Linked DNA regions of Gossypium hirsutum: region 1 is linked to region 2. Evidence: chromatin contacts called from public Hi-C data. All regions are on one chromosome and are shown on one strand. Each heading gives the region's core, a stretch centred on a gene start, on an enhancer-like site or on the middle of the called end of the contact. The rest is flanking DNA. Distances are from core to core; before and after follow the strand shown.

Region 1 (4,806 bases), core at 1,672-4,171, 170 kb before region 2:
GATAATTTCACTACTACATGCCTTAATCTCAGATCCGCTAGACTTGGGGTGTGATAGTGTTATTACATTAAATCTATGAATAAACTCCCTGAGTGACTCGCCCTTATTTTCTTTGATAGAAAGTGACTGTACTGGGCTTTGTAGCAATATTTTGTTAGTGAGGAGTCTATTCATGAATAAGTTAGATACCATGACCTTTCATGGTCGTTGAGTGTCATGGGGAAAGCTCAACACTTTAAGGCATCAAAGGCACTCAAAATATTCTTGTAACTATTGTATTAAAAAAGGTGGTCCTAATTGTCATTCTAACCATCATATATCTCTTTGGGAAGTTTAAAGGTTGGAGACATGTATTCTACTGCTATTTCTAGGGTAAAAGGTTTGTTGAAGTAATTTTATTCCCTCTTTATCAATTTTAACTTATTGAAAGATTGTGTTTATTTTCTTAAGGCTTGCATCTAGTAACTATTGGGGGTACAACATATGTGGTTGGTATTGTGGGTATGTAATTGGATTTATTTGCTTATAGGGAAATGACTAGGCAATTTCTTCATTTTGTACTTCTGGTTGTGGGGCACGTAGTTGGGGGTTCTGGTTTGCTTGTAATTCTGTAATGATTTTCTCATTGTGTAGATTGATTTCTTATTGTTGTTGGTAGAGTTATTGTTGCGTCAAGATATATTCTTCAAGGATTTTCATTTTCTTTTTGGATTTCTTTGAATGATTGAGAATTTGTGTTGGTGTTTTGAGAGGTTTAATCCTTAAGGAAATAGTAAGGGTGGGTTTGGGAGGGATATGACTACTAGTTGAGATAAGCAACATAGTACCTAAGTGGTAGGTGGTTCGAGTACGCCATGTAGTAAGGATAATGTAGGTTATAAGGGTTGTACAAATCGTAATGATGACTTGTATGAACTTAAGGCTACGATTGTTGATAGGATAATCAGGTTTGGTCCAGGGTTGTTTGAGTTTGAGGTAGAGGTTGTAGATTCAACCTTTGATGTTCTTCTTTGTTGGTAAGGATATCATAGTTGGAATAAGTTGTGTTGTCTATGCACACTGAACCAATTGTTTATGAATGAAATTGGAGGGGGTTAGAGAGATTATTCACCTAGCGGGCCAAGAGTCGTAAGAGATATTCTAAGAGATGGAAGAGCTTAGTGTTGTTGGAAAACAAAGATAGATTGATAGGTGGAGTTGTTGTCTTGACTCCGCTGACTTTAGACATGTATTTAATGGAGATGTTCATAGGCTACTTATCACTCTTAATTGGTAGCCTATCACCCGAGTCGCATAATGTAAATATCTTTTTTTTAAACAATCTCATTATAGGTTCTGATCATTTTTTGGCACAATAACTAGAATTACCCATAGTCTCTCCCTAACACAAAAATAAGAGGATAATGTGCTTCAGCGCACTCAAATCCACGTCTTCATGCATGGACAACAATGTTCATATCAATCGAGTTGATATTCAATTGATACGTAAATATCTTTTTTTATTAGATGGACAATATGACTTGATGTGATGCGCTTGTAGATTGGCGAAATGGTTGAGCGTGGCTGTACTTACTTGGGATAGTATGTCTAACACACATAAGCCCTTTGTTTTACTTTTATCCTTTTTCTTGATTACAACGTTAGTTCTCACTTTCCTTCGAGTCTTCCAAAAAAGAATTTTGAATTTCTAATATGATATTACTGTTTTTAGTAAATATATTCGTAAACATGATATATTATATATTTAATAAATATATATTTGATTATATTATCCAAAAAATTATTTTCTGATATTTATGTTTAGATTTATACCTAAACTAGTAATATAAAAAAATAGTACAATAGAATTTGCCTCTGGTGTAAAAATTAGAATCAATATGCTGAGCTTAAATAATATGAATTAATTACAGTAGAGTAGGATTGTTCTTCCATACCCAATTGTTTAGTAAATTACTGATCAAGCCAAATGGTTTTATTTTCCTTTAATTTTTAATCATAAATTTAAAAAAGGTTAAATATCTGACAGTCTACTACTTACAAAAAAGGAAAAGTTGATAAATGTGTTATTCTTTTATTGTTTTTATTCAATAATATATAAAAAGAAAAGTAAACAGGAAAGGGTATATTGGTAATTGGAATAAAATTTCTGCTGTGGTAGTAACAGAATAACAAGGAATATTATTAGGAACAAATTAATAATAATTATAATTAGGTGTATCTTACTGTTTACCAATAAGACAATGAATATTTTGGAAAAGAAAAACAACAACAAACCAATGAGTATCCATTTCCAGCCAACTAAGAGAGAGAAAAAGATGCTGGCTTACCTACTTGGCCGCTTGGGTTGCTTAAACTGAAGCTGCATGGTTTTCTTATTATGTCTTTTTCATTTTAAAATAATATTTTAAAGTTTTTGTCTTAAATAATTAAAGGTTAACAACAATAAAATATAACATAATTAGCACATTTAAAAATTTTATGCAATACAAATTCTTATACTAACAAATTAATAAATATATAAATATTTTAAATAGGTTTACTGCATTAATATATATAAATTATTGAAAATTTTATTTAAAAAAATTAATTATAAGCTGAATTTTTTTTTGTAAAATCATGATTTACACTCAAATTCTTGTTGAGAAAGATGAGTACCCAACCTACTTTTATTCTTTTAATTTTGATAATTAAAATCCATTCAAGTTTAGTTATTAAATAAAAAATAAAAAATTAAAAATTAAAAATTAAAAGTAAAATAATTATAAAATGGGAGCATAAGTATACCTTTTTTTTTAAAAAAAAATCTTTAAATAGAAAAGCCGAGTTTAGAACAGAAGAAGCTGAGCCGAGAAGCAGAGCTTTCAAGTTGTCGGTGGTCCAGTTAAAGCGTCGGCTGTGTGAGCTGTGAGTGAACTGAAAACAAAACACAACCTTCGCTCTTTTTTCTTTTCACAGAAAAAAAAAATAAATTAAAAACGTAAAAACAGAAAGACAAGAAGTAGAAGAAGCATTACCCAAAAAATTAAAAAAAAAGAAAATCAGTTTCTCTTTCTCTCTCTCTGTCTTTAATATTTCTCTCATCGTTGGCTTCTCTTCTACGAAATTGATAGATAGAAGCACTCCAAATCAAGGAGACTAAGCTCATTCTTCCTTCATTTCTCTCTCTTGAAGGCTTGCCTTCACTTTCTCTTTCTTTTTTCCATCTACATTTCTATTTTCATCATTCGGTGTCGTTTCTTCCAAATCTAAGCTCCTCATTTTTTCTCCTTTAATCCCTCTTCGATCTGCTATCTACCGACTTTCAATTTGGTAAAATTTCAGTTCATTTTAATGGAAAATGATACAAAATCAGTGCGATGGAAATGTGATATTTTGCTCTTCCCCTTTTTGAACTTTCAGTTTACTAGTATTAGATGTATTTGTTTATTGTTCTTTTGAGGTCTTTTGTTGAATTATCATGATTTTTGCTTGATCCGGACTTTTTTTTATTTAGAAATTCGTATTTAACTTATTTCTTTTACTTTTTGGCAGGGGATTTTAATGTTTTGACGACGCGTAGCGGCTGGATCTGACGAGGGGCTAAGGTTTGTTATTTTTTCTTTCAAGATTCAGCGAATTTTGCAATAAAAAGCAAAGCTGGCGGCGACAGTGTCTTGGAGGTTCGCTGCCAACAATGGCAGCGGCCTTGCTGCTAATGATATGGTGTGTTTCTAAATTTTCATGCTTAGTTTTGGGATGATTTAAAGGATATGGTTTGTGAATTTATTGATATGATACATTTATGAAGTTTAAGGTGGTTGATGTGTTTTGATCTCATTTTCATCATTGTTAATAAATAAATGCATCCTTTTAGTAGAATTTGTTTTCTATAAGATTGGAGAATGATTGTTTCTTTTCTTCGATAAGGAAATGCGGTCTAACAATGATGAAACCTAAAATAGATTTGGATATGGGCACTCAGAAATTTTATTGCCAATTTGTTGGCTGAAGAGCACTTCTATTTGAAATTTATCAAGAGCCACTTATTCCGAAATTTAATATGTGATTTTCAAATATACGTTCTTCAAAATAATATACTTTGAGGTGACTGTGTCATTAATGTGCATTAATGCTACACCTACCGGTTCATTTCATTTCTCTAAAAGTTTGCCATTAACAATGGAGTTTAGTTCAGAGACATATGCTGAGAAACAATATGACAATGTGTATTCTCTGATTTTCTCATACTAGAATGTGACAGGTAATTACCAGTATCTCTGTCCCCAAAACAACGAACAGAGGAACGAAATGCTGCATGTCTACTTTCAACTTTCTCTAAGCCCTAGAATAATCGGCCGAGTTGGGAATATTTTTTGATTGTTTCAGAACTAAATTCTGCAATGCTTTCTTGTTAATGATTTCCATACCCTTTCTTAAGTATAGCTTCTCACTATAATCATATAGCTTGTTTTTATTATTTTTACATGGCTACTTTCATTCACCTGTTGATGACTTGTTATAATCAATTGAATAAATTTGAATTTTTAACATCATTACCTTTTTTATGTCTCTCATGGTTGCAGGACAAAAATGGGGATGCAAAACTTCAAGATTCCGAGCCGCCAACTCCACATTCAGTTATAAAAATGGGTCTGAGGTTAGTGTGAGCTTTATTGTAGCATACTTTATGCAAGGACACAAGGTGCATTGCATTGAAGAGTTTAGAACAATGTGGAGAAGTCTGGGAAGGGAGCTGCTTACTAGATTTAGAGCAGTCTGAAATTTGCAAACAGCATAAAGTTTAGCTAACTGTTTAGTTAGAACATG
Region 2 (5,127 bases), core at 1,485-3,984:
GTTTTGTCTACCACTGAAGCTGAATATGTGGCGATTACTGAGGCATGTAAAGAAGTCATTTGGTTGAAGGGACTCTTTAGTGAACTCAATGAAGACCTTCAAATCAATACAGTATTTTGTGACAGTCAGAGTGCCATCTTCCTTGCAAAAGATCAAATGTTTCATGAGAGAACAAAACACGTTGATGTTCAGTATCATTTTGTTCATGATATTATTGATCGTGGTGATATTGTTGTGAGCAAAATTAGTGTTCATAAAAATCCTGCAGATATGATAACTAAGTCACTTCCTATAACCAAGTTTGAACATTACTTAGACTTGGTTGGTGTTCATTGTTGAAGTTAAACCCTTAAGGGGTTTTATGGAAGAGGTGGAGAACTTGTTCGTTGAGAGTTTCCGATGAAGAACTTGTTCATTGAGAATTCGTGTCAAGGTGGAGATTGTTAGAATTAAGTGACCCGAATCCTTATTTAAATAAAATATATTGGTAAGATAAAATAAAAGTAAAATCCATATAGAACTACATTTCTTTTATTTTATTTTAGAATAAGGTTTTTTAAACCTTATTAAGCTCCATCTATTTGATATTGATTAGAATAAGGTGTTTCAATCTTATTACAGTACTCCTATTAGAATATGGTTTAACAAGCATATAAATAGACATAGTCTACTCCTCTTGTAATCATTCAAATTCGACATAGTGAATTATCTTCTCCTCTTCCCGTGATTTTTTTCCCCGAAAGGTTTTCACATAAAATTTGTGTGTTTTTTATTTTTCTCTCTTTTTCTTTGCGATACATTGTCATTACCGACGTTCTATTTTTTCAGATGTTATTGTGTTATTTATTGTTTTTGCTTCTTCTTTTTTAATTAAAAACAAGAAAAATAACATTGCAATTGTATGTTTTCATGTTTCATATTTATTTGAACAAAACAAAAAAACATGTAAAAATTTTAATTAATTTGGTTAGCTGTCCAAATTAATCGAATTTATCCCGGCCGGTTAAAAGATTTTGAAAAGGTTTCGATTCGGTTAACGTTAAGATTTTTATGATTTCGATTAATTCGATTAACCGTAATTTAATTCAAATATTAATCAAACCGACCGTTTGAATACCCTAAAAATATATATACTCATTGCAAAATTTTGGATCCATTAAAAAAACCTAACACGTCAGTAATACAAATTATATGATCATAATCTCTAAATTTTTTAGACATGTTTCAAAATTAGATATTAACATTATCACCCAAGATTTAAACTTACAATCTAAATTTTGAACTCATATATAGTTTATCAAAAACCGAACCAATAACCTAACCCTAATACCAATGCAATATTATGCTAACAACAAATGAGCATTTGCTAAATTAAGAAATCAACTTACATTATCATTGTTGGATGGTCTGATATACAGATCAAAATGAAATCATAAATTCAAAATCGTCTTTCTTTAAAAAGAGAGCCACCAACCTCACATTGGTAAAATGAAAGGCAAAATAATGAGTAATGTTAAATTTATTGCAAATGGGTGTCCAAATCCAAACGAAAGGAAAACATACAAAATTCATATATAACAATTGGCATGATAAAATTAGAGATTTATAAGACCTAAACATGAATAATACAATACTAAAACGTGATTGAGGAATATTAATTTCATACATTATTGTTGATTTTTGTTTTTGCATTACATCTTTAAATATTAATTTGTTTTTCTCTACGTCACCATTTCTGTAAATTTGAGAAAGAATTAAGCCTAAACTCTATAAATTATAACTCATTTATTGATTAAATTTGATGAGATCTTACAATTTTTTTTTTTTGGTTAGAAAAAGGTTGAAATAAATATTTGCAGGCTTGTGAACTGTGAGTAGGGAGGTAAAAATATCCTGAATATGATGAGTTCCAACTCGTGGATTTTATTTTAAAAAAATTATTTTCAGGTTGAGTTAAATTAAAAGTAATAATTAGATTAGTGTTAGATTTTAAAAAAATTTGTTCTGCCTATACCGTGATATTTATAAAAATACTCTTGATATATATAAATATATATTAAAAATTTTCTTTAATAAATAATAAATATATAAATAAATAATATTTTAAGTTTTAAGTTTAAACATAAAAAAAAAACCTTATTTGCTCGAAATAAGAAAAAACAATTAAAAATGTAATTTTATTTATTTTAAAATAAAAATAAAAAATTGAATGGTGTTGGATTAGAGTTGAAATTGAATCTTTGAATAAATTATGAAATCGTGTTCAAAACAAATAATTTTTTAAGAGTGAGGATTGAGTGGAGTTGGAGAAAGATTGCCCCCCGGTTGCCATCCAATCCATACGAGGTAGCTCAGCAAAAGATATTTAATTTTTATAATTAAGATTTTAATTTTTAGAAACACGTGTTACAGTGGGGCAATTTGGGCATTTGATTAAAGTAAGGTGTTGGAAATGAAATACAACAGTGAGTAACTGGGAATCAGCATAGCAAGTTTTGGACCGTCTGATCAGCAGAAATGAATTGATGACGAATTTAGTTATAACCGAGTTCGTAAATGAATCTGAAAACGCACCCAAAAGTCGTTTCTTGGTTCCCGCCAAAAATAACAGAAATCACAAAATTTATTTGAAGGACACTCCTAACAAACCCCCTAAAACGGTTGGTGTCAGCCTCTTCATTCCCCAATTCCCACGCGCCTCCCTTATAAATACATATCCATCTGCTTTCTCCATCTCTCTATCATTTTCCTATCTCTTTCCAAGAATCCTCCAAACAAACTCCCTCTTTGAAAAATGGCTATTCCCTCTCTCACTCTCATCATCTTCCTCGCTCTCTCCTTCCTCTCCGTCTCCCACACCACTTTCGACCAATTTCTCACCTCCACCTCCACCGCTTCCACTGCCACCATCAGCGCTCCACAACAATCACCCTTCTTCACAATCTCACCTTCACCTCAACCACCTCAAGATCACGCCGACCACTCGCTCCTCCCCCACACTTCACTCCTTGCACCAATCCTGTCTCATCTCGGCTTCAACGAGCTAGCCACCGCCGCTCCCTCCCTCTTCAGTGACTCTACCTCCGCCGCTGCTTGGTCTGGTCCGTACACTATCTTTGCTCCCTCTGATTCCTCTGTCCGCTCGTGTGTTTCTTGCTCTACTCCTTCCCTCCTCCGTGAACACATGGTTCCTGGCCTCTTCACCAACGATTACCTCCGGAAACTCACCTTCGGTACCAAAGTCGAAACTCTCAGCCCCGGCCGTTGCTTAACCGTTACCTCCACCGCTAACAACCAGAAAAACTTCACCGTTCACAAGATCTTCATCGGCGGAGTTGAAATCACTCAGCCAGATCTGTTCAACAACGGTCTACTCATTATCCACGGCCTCCAAGGCTACATCTCACCTCTCTCGCCTTTCTCTTGTGACGTAGAACGGATGACGTCACTCTCTTTCCCGTTCCACCACGGCCAGAGCCAAAACAACCAATTTAAGCAGCAACAGAATGTGGCTCTGATGCGATTCATGCTTCGAGACGCCATGCTACGGCTGAGAAATAACGGCTTCTCCGTTCTCTCACTCGCTATGAAAGTCAAATATGCCGAACTCATTCCTCTCATCAATGTCACGATCTTTGGTCTTGATGATGTGTCCATCTTCTCCGGTTCGTACGCTTACATCCACAGTGTAAGATTCCATATCGTGCCAAATCAGTTTTTGACTGTTGCGGATCTGGAGAGACTTCCAGTGGGGACCACGCTGCCGACATTGGACAGAGGGCAGAGTTTGGTGGTGACGACGGCGGGAGAAGGCGTTACGAAGAATCAATTGAGGATCAACTATGTGGCGATTAAGGTTGCTGATATGATAAGGAATTTGAATGTTATAGTGCATAGCATTTACCTGCCATTCCCACATCTTCATCCTATGGCTGCGGTGACTGATGCCATTTTAGGTGGAGATCAGACGTCGACGGTGGGAGGAACAAATGGGGATTGTGAAGCTTCGAATGAGCAAGGCCAAGGCAATTGTGGAATGAGCCAGGTGAATCAGGTGGCGACTCAGCTCAAGCCCCACATGCTGGAACTTGAAGACCACCATGTCCATGACCATGGTCTTTGAAAGGTTTTGCTGATGCATGTACAGTGAAATGCAGGAACGCCTTCTTTTTCCTAGCTTTGGAATTCACGGTGAATCTGTGTTTAGTCTACTGAGTAAAACTTTGATAAGTCTCTCTGTTTTTAGGTTAAAAGAATTCGATTGTGAGGTGTCTGTTTGGGGGGAGATGAATGGTTGTTATGTTCCAGTACTTTAGCAAGGATTAATAAAAAGGTTACTGTTGTAAAAGAGATAATCATCTCTTTGCGAACGATTGCATGCTAGCAAATGAGTAGATATCAGAGGAATCGTTTTTTTTTTTTATGTATATTTGTTTTAGTTCGGCAAAGATAACATTCATATAGCGGTAATCTTAGTAGAATATATTGGAATTCAGATAGGGCGAGTAGGGTGGGTTATGTCAAAATTCCATCCAGTGCTAAAATAAGCTTAATTCGGGAACCATTTCATAACCGATACCGGAACGTGATGAGTTTTGGGCTTTAGGTTGGGCTCCGTCTATCCCATTTGGATTTCTTCATTTTGGAGTCCAATCTGCAAAAATGGGGCTTGGGCCAGATGCCGTGCTCGATATATTTAATCATTTATTTCAATAACTAGTCCGTTATGCATATATTTATATTCAAAATGTTAAGTTTGAATACATTTAAAATGAATAATATATAGCTGTTTTCTACACAATCTAAAGAAGCCAAGATGAACAAGAAAAGAATAACAAAACATGTTCAGCCAGGGATACTAATACTTGGAATTCATTGTGTTTATATTATGAGTATGATATATCATTGTATTGACGATCAGGTTAGAAGTGAGATAAATTTATCGTTGAGTAATTGAGAATTAAGGAAAGTGTGAAGGTGTTATGGATGTTTTTACTATTACTCAATTCTCTTAAACTTTTAAATTAAAGAATAATGTGTTTAAATACGTGAGTTGTACTTGTTTTATAAAATTAATTTTAGGGAAAGATACAATGATACTTCGTTAATTGATGATAGTATTTCCTT

Evidence for each region. A called contact is a pair of places that touch in the nucleus more often than the background predicts.
Region 1: a contact with region 2 is called in a Hi-C map of leaf, with 4 times the contacts expected there. The contact joins the promoter of LOC107913679 here to the promoter of LOC107913683 in region 2. A contact is called at or near these places in 4 of 34 Hi-C or Micro-C datasets (callus, hypocotyl and leaf).

Annotation. Positions count from the first base shown.
Region 1 is chrD11:38,453,213-38,458,018 of Gossypium_hirsutum_v2.1, reverse strand. LOC107913679 (protein CELLULOSE SYNTHASE INTERACTIVE 1) reads left to right here and starts at 2,921. Exons shown (of 8, transcript XM_016842336.2): 1 at 2,921-3,364; 2 at 3,532-3,702; 3 at 4,563-4,636. The coding sequence starts at 3,700.
Region 2 is chrD11:38,286,233-38,291,359 of Gossypium_hirsutum_v2.1, reverse strand. It overlaps LOC107913683 (fasciclin-like arabinogalactan protein 21), which reads left to right and starts at 2,734. Exons shown (of 1, transcript XM_016842339.2): 1 at 2,734-4,421. The coding sequence starts at 2,795. The coding sequence ends at 4,123.